2 separate regions of the Callithrix jacchus genome follow, and region 1 is linked to region 2. A link is a contact called in public Hi-C data. All regions are on one chromosome and are shown on one strand. The core of a region is the stretch at or near the end of the contact, and the rest is flanking DNA. Distances in the headings are between cores, read along the strand shown.

Region 1 (3,374 bases), core at 230-2,729, 69 kb before region 2:
GAGTGCAATGGTGCAATCTCAGCTCACCGCAACCTCCGCCTCCTGGGTTCAGGCAATTCTCCTGCCTCAGCCTCCTGAGTAGCTGGGATTACAGGCACGCGCCACCATGCCCAGCTAATTTTTTGTATTTTTAGTAGAGATGGGGGTTTCACCATGTTGACCAGAATGGTCTAGAACTCTTGACCTTGTGATCCACCCGCCTCGGCCTCCCAAAGTGCTGGGATTACAGGCTTGAGCCACCATGCCCGGCCAGATTTGGTCTCTTGGACTAACTTAACCTTTTATTGTTCAGCTTCTTCCTTTGGAAACTGCTGTAAAACTTTAAAAATCTGAAATTGGGATACTTTTCCTGAAAAAGATAGAGAAAGCCTTGTGGTTTGATAAATACTAGCATGACAATAAAAAATGCCAGCAGGGGCCGGGCACGGTGGCTCAAGCCTGTAATCCCAGCACTTTGGGAGGCCGAGGCGGGTGGATCACGAGGTCAACAGATCGAGACCATCTTGGTCAACATGGTGAAACCCCGTCTCTACTAAAATTACAAAAAATTAGCTGGGCACGGTGGCGCGTGCCTGTAATCCCAGCTGCTCAGGAGGCTGAGGCAGGAGAATTGCCTGAACCCAGGAGGCGGAGACTGCGGTGAGCCGAGATGGCGCCATTGCACTCCAGCCTGGGTAACAAGAGCAAAACTCCGTCTCAAAAAAAAAAAAAAAAAAATTAGCTGGGCATGGTGGTGCGCGCCTGTAGTCCCAGCTACTCGGGAGGCTGAGACAGGAGCACTGCCTGAACCCAGAAGGCGGAGGTTGCAGTGAGCTGAGCTCAACAACGGAGCAAGACTCTGTCTCAAAAAAAAAAAAAAAAAAAAAGCCAGCAGGATAATTGTATTCATTGAACACACTTACTGAGCACCGACCAGGTACCAGGCCAAGTTCGGTGGTACAAACCCAAAGGAAACAGTACAATTCCTGCCGTCAAAGGCATTGCAGATCAGCCTTCAGGAAAATGAGTACGAGACAGCATGGGGTCCTAGCAAGGGCTCAGGGAAGGCCCCCTACAGGAAGCAATGTCAGAGAAAGAAGCAGGAGCTGGCTACAGGACAGGAGAAGAGCAGCATGTAGTAAGCTCAGGCAGTGTAGCTGAAGGGCGGGGTGTGTGTGTGTGTGTGTGTGTGTGTGTGTGCATATATGTGCATGTGTGTGAAGATGAAGTAATAACCGGAAACCAAGGACTGCCTAGTGCCAGCACCTGTCTATGGACTCTACATGACTCATTGAATCCTTACCATGACCTTATGAGATGGGTTCTATCATCATCACCCCTATCTTTCAGACGAGGAAGCTGAGGCAGAGAGAAGCCTGCCCAAGGTCACACACAACCAGCATGTGATGGAGCCAGGTGGACTCAATCCAGGCTATCTGGCTGTGGTGGCCTCCATGCCGGGCCAGACACAGAGTCTAGAGCGTGGATGTATCATGGTGAGAGGAGCTAGAAAAGGGTCTGAAGCAGAGATGTGATATGAACAGATCTACACCTTAGGACGCACACTCGGCTGCTGTGTGGGGGTGGACTCAGGAAGCACAGCTGAGATGACAACAGCCCAGAGCAAGGCAGAAACGGCAGGGACAGAAAGAGGTGGATGGTCTGGAAACATGCGGAGGAGAGAGTATGAGCATGCCAGGCCTGGAGCCACACACCACAGTCTGATGACTCATGCCCACCCTTCAGAAACAAATCACCACCAGTAGCACACGTCGCCTGCACATTCAGAGAGGATGAGATATTTCTGAGGCATTTACAGGCAGAATAGTTTATATATTAAACCACCCTTTTTTCCTGTGACGAACTATTTCCTATGAACACCAACAGTCTTCGCCACTAGTTTAAAACTCGATGAGTTCATTACAAATGCAGTTAGCTTTCTGCTCTTGGTCACTGTCAGAGGTAGACTTTAAGTCACTTTACGTGTCTTACCACGTGCGGCATATCCCAGGCCAGAAGACTGGACCACAAGGCCATCTCTAAGTATGGCATCTAAGAGTTAAAGAACTGTTGGCCAGGCACAGTGGCTCACACCTGTAATCCCAGCACTTTGGGAGGCCAAGGCGGGTGGATCACCTGAAGTCGGGAGTTCAAGACCAGCCTGACCAACACAGAGAAACCCCATCTCTACTAAAAACACCAAATTAGCCAGGCGTGGTGGCGAACGCCTATAATCCCAGCTACTTGGGAGGCTGAGGCAGGAGAATTGCTTGATCCCAGGAGTGGAGGTTGCAGTGAGTAGAGATCAAGCCACTGCACTCCAGCCTGCATGACAGAACGAGACTCTGTCTCAAGAAAAAAAAAAAGGAACTGTCAAAGGTCTCTTGCTCCCTTAGCCCCCATAAACCAGCACATGCGGCACAGCTGCCAGGGTGCTGTAAGCAGCTGTAGCAGACCCAGCTTCTCTCTGAATAGTCCACATTCTGAGCCCCACTAACGATGCCTCTAACCGACTGACTCTCCTGGTGCCTTTCGGTTTGTAACAAAACACAAAAAGGAAGCACCCTTGTCTGCTTGCTTTAGCTCAACGGGAGAATGGTTTTCACATGGCTCAGGAGGCCATAGGGATAGAAAAGTACTCTTCATTTCCAGAGAACAGAGGTTACAAAGGGTAGGCTCCAACAGGGCCATGTTTCTCTGCTCTGAAGCCTGAGAGAGAACGTACTGGGGAGTCTTTGCCTCAGCCAAGACAAGATACCTTAAAGGAAGATGTCTTAAAGGAAGACAGCAGGGTGTGGATCCACGGGATCTGAAAGCCCAGCGTGGCCAATAATCTTTCATCACTTTGGGGTGCTTCATAAAATCTACCCTCTCAAACTGACATGCATATGGTAAATATGCTTAACTGCAGGGAAATTCTATCTGGGGCTTAAAATATCCCTTTGGATAACAAAAATGTGAATAAACTCTCATTAACTATGTTCAGACTCCAGTCGCAGGTATAAGTACTTCATTCTTGGGACTGAGGACTATAAAGGCTTTTAACTTAATGGCTTGGGGCTGGGGAAGAGTCAAGTATTTGCATACATCTTAAAAGTCTGTATTAACTGCCAGGTGTGGTGGCTCATGCCTGTAATTCGAGCACTTTGGGAGGTTGAGGCAGGTAGATCACAAGGTCGGGAGTTCGAAACCAGCCTGGCCAAGATGGTGAAACCCTGTCTCTACCAAAAATACAAAAATTAGCCGGGCATGGTGGCAGGCGCCTGTAATCCCAGCTACATGGGAGGCTGAGGCAGAGAAGTGCTTGAACCTGGGAGGCAGAGGTTGCAGTGAGCCAAGATCATACCACTGCACTCCAGCCTGGGTGACAGAGTGAGACTCCATCTCGAAAAAAA
Region 2 (3,066 bases), core at 396-2,895:
TCGAGACCAGCGTGACCAACATGGAAAAGCCCCAACTCTACTAAAAACACAAAATTACCTGGGCGTGCTGGTGCAGGCCTGTAATTGCAGCTACTTGCGAGGCTGAGGCAGGAGAATCGCTAGAACCCTGGAGGTGGAGGTTGCGGTGAGCTGAGATCACACCATTGCACTCCAGCCTGGGCAACAAGAGAGAAACTCCGTTACAAAACAAAAAAAAGAAAAAGAAAAAAAAGTCCCTTCCAGGCTTTCCTCTCTCAGTTGGCAGGGGCACTAGAAAAGGCACCATGATTCTGGGACAAGGGTCTTGGGTCCCAGGCCTGGAGGCCTGTAGCCTGCTGTGTGAGCCGGGCAGGGCACTTGCCCTCTCTGCCTCACCTTGGTAAAATAATGGCTTTTCAGCCCACCTGGGAGCAGCTTGGCTCCAGCAGGCTTCATAGTAACTATAAGAGGAAGGAAATGAATGTGCCGGTATCTGCCCCGGGTAGAGGGTTTTATGGACCAAGACTGGTTCCTCTTTAGGTCTCAGTTGGAGTGGTGGTTGAGCATTAGCCTTGGGGCGAGGCAAGAAGGGCATGGCATGCACTCAAAGCAGAAGTGGACCCTGAGCAGGGACACCATGTCCCCACTGCTTCCTGACCCTCCACCTCACTGCCCCTCTGCACCTTGGCCGTGGGGACTCAGAGAGGGCCTGCTTGTCCAGGCCTCTCTCCCCTCGGACTGAGACACATGGCAGCATGGGGAGAAATTGAGATTAAGATGGTGGGGTGTAGAGGACCCTGAACTAGTGTGGTAACAGGAAGGAAGCAGGAAGCCCTCACACCCCCATTGAACATCCTTGGGTCCCTGCCCCTATATTCTTCCCTTTTAGGGGAATTGGACCCAGTCTCTGTAGCAGAGAAGGAAGGAGCTGCATTTCTGAAATAACCCAAGGGAATGCGGGAGCCTACAGATCCCACCTGGCCCCACTTCAATCCAGGTCACCCAGCCAGACTTCAGGGACCTCCCTTGGCCTTGCCATATGAGAGTCCAAACTTCCAGAAAGACCTAAATGGTCTTGATGAGAGAGTTGGGACATAGTCTAGGGTGGTGGCCATAGCCACAGTTAGAAACTCGCTGATGTCAGCTGGACACCCAGGCCTCCTGTTTGCAGTTCTGTGTAGTGGAGAGGGGAGAGAGAGCCTTTCCACAAGCTAATCTCTATTTCTCCTGCTGTAGTATACATAATTCTATTTCCTCTAGTTTGTCTAGCCTCAATTTCCCTACCCGTGGAAAGATGGGGTGTTGGGGGCGCTGTGTCTTTGATTGCAGGGGAGCAAGGCACAGCTGACGGAATTTAGAAAATGGTCTTGGGGAAATGATATGGGGGAGTGGAGGGAGGAGACCCAGGCATCCTGCTCCTTAGGATATGCTCCTCGAGATCCCTGAGGCTGCCTCTCCCCGATTTGAGGCCAGAGGACCACCCCCTGCATTGTCCATTGGAGTTGACACACAGACACTCCATGTCCATAGTCCCAGGGTCCTGGCATCCCACCCCTCCCTCCCACACCAGGGACCACAGTCCCACTTCCCACCACGTTTAAGCCTTACCCCCAGCCCAGAAGTGGAGACCCTAACCCAGGCGTCCAAGACTTCCAGCAGAGTCTGCACCGGACAGGGGGTGGAGCTGGGGCAGGCATGGCAGGGAGGGGGTAGGGACCCTGCCAGCCCCCTCCAGTGCCCCAGTTCCCAGGCAGCTCTTAAAGGGACCAAGGAGAATTAGCCAGGGGCAGCTTAAGGGGTTGAGTGTAGAGGAAAGTAGGTGGTGGGGAGAGGACTGGACTTTCCAGGGGCAGGGGAGCCAGAGTGGGGACCACCTGATACCTCCCCTCCTCCCCTGGAAGCCCCCAAGGTTCTTTGCCTCGATTTTTCCTCATCCCATGAGACCCCCATGCTGGCCACCCAGCTTCTGACTCCACCTCCTCGGATCCTGGCCCTTGTTCCCTTTGGGCCCCTGCCCACTTCCTCCCCTCCTCCCTCCATATGCGTGCCACCTCAGTCTCCGGTGAGAGCTGCCAGCTGGCACTGCCTGGTACTAGGCACGGAGAATCAGCCCAAGGAGTGAAAGGGCCTGAGTCCTGGCCCCCGAAGGCGGGGGGAGGCCAGCACGCCAGAGTCAGTCAGTGGGTGTAGGCAGCACCTTCCCTCCCAGTTGCCTCTCCAAGTCTTATTTTCTCTGCCCCTCTGGACACAGAACAAGGGGGCACCGAGGCTCTGCGGAGGACCCTGGCTCACCTGCTCCCTCTGATGAGCTGTCGGGATTGTGATATGGAAAAGGAAAATGACTTAGTTACGCCAGGAGGGTCTGGGGCAGCTGAGAGAAGCCCACGGCAGAAGAGAGGGACAAATAAATAGAAACGGAAGATAGAACCTCAATTCTCATATCACTCCTCTACTCCCAATGCTCCCTGACTTCCCAGGGCCCTGGAATTAATTTCACGCTCCCCACAGGGTACTGTAGACCCCTCTCAATCCTTTAGTGCAGGAGGATTGGGGGGGTGCTTTTCCCCAGTCAGCCTGGACTCGGCCTTTCTCCACGTTTCTGCTGGTGCTGGATCTCCCACCTGGAAGATGTACTCTTCCAGGATAGTTCTCATTTCCACATGCCCAAACAACCCTTTCCTCTGCAAGGCCCTCCTGGGTCCTCCCACAGTATCCTGAGTTGCCACGGTATTTTCTGAGGATCTGGAGTCCTGGGTGACTTGGGGTAAACCTCTTCCCTCCCTGGTTCTCCGCCACCTTGATTAAAATGAGAATGGTAATAAGCTGCCCACTAGTGGTGAAAGTGAAAATTAGTTCCAGTCTCTTGGATGATACTTGGCGATAGGTCTCAGGTTCTGCAAAAGTGCTCCCATAGCTGGGCTTGGTGGCTGCGCTTGCCTGCGGTTCCAGCTACTTGGGATGCTGCCAGGAACGCAAGGCTGCTGTGTGCTATGATCAAGCCTGTGAATAGCCACTGTACTCCAGCCTGGACGACATGGTGAGAACTTGTCTCAAAAAAAAAAATAAATAAATAAAGTAGCCGGGTGT

What was found. A called contact is a pair of places that touch in the nucleus more often than the background predicts.
Region 1: a contact with region 2 is called in a Hi-C map of induced pluripotent stem cells, with 4 times the contacts expected there. The contact joins the enhancer-like site here to the promoter of SEMA4A in region 2. A contact is called at or near these places in 3 of 3 Hi-C or Micro-C datasets (induced pluripotent stem cells and skeletal muscle).

The regions. Positions count from the first base shown.
Region 1 is chr18:16,608,761-16,612,134 of calJac240_pri, reverse strand. All of the region lies in intron 1 of PMF1 (polyamine modulated factor 1), which reads right to left. Among named protein-coding and RNA genes, the nearest start is that of PMF1, 7.6 kb to the right of the region's middle. Within about 2 kb of position 1,479, at least 5 of the 16 cell types and tissues checked have an H3K27ac peak or open chromatin away from gene starts, as enhancers often do.
Region 2 is chr18:16,540,676-16,543,741 of calJac240_pri, reverse strand. SEMA4A (semaphorin 4A) reads right to left here and starts at 1,645. Exons shown (of 17, transcript XM_054247614.2): 1 at 1,588-1,645; 2 at 59-176.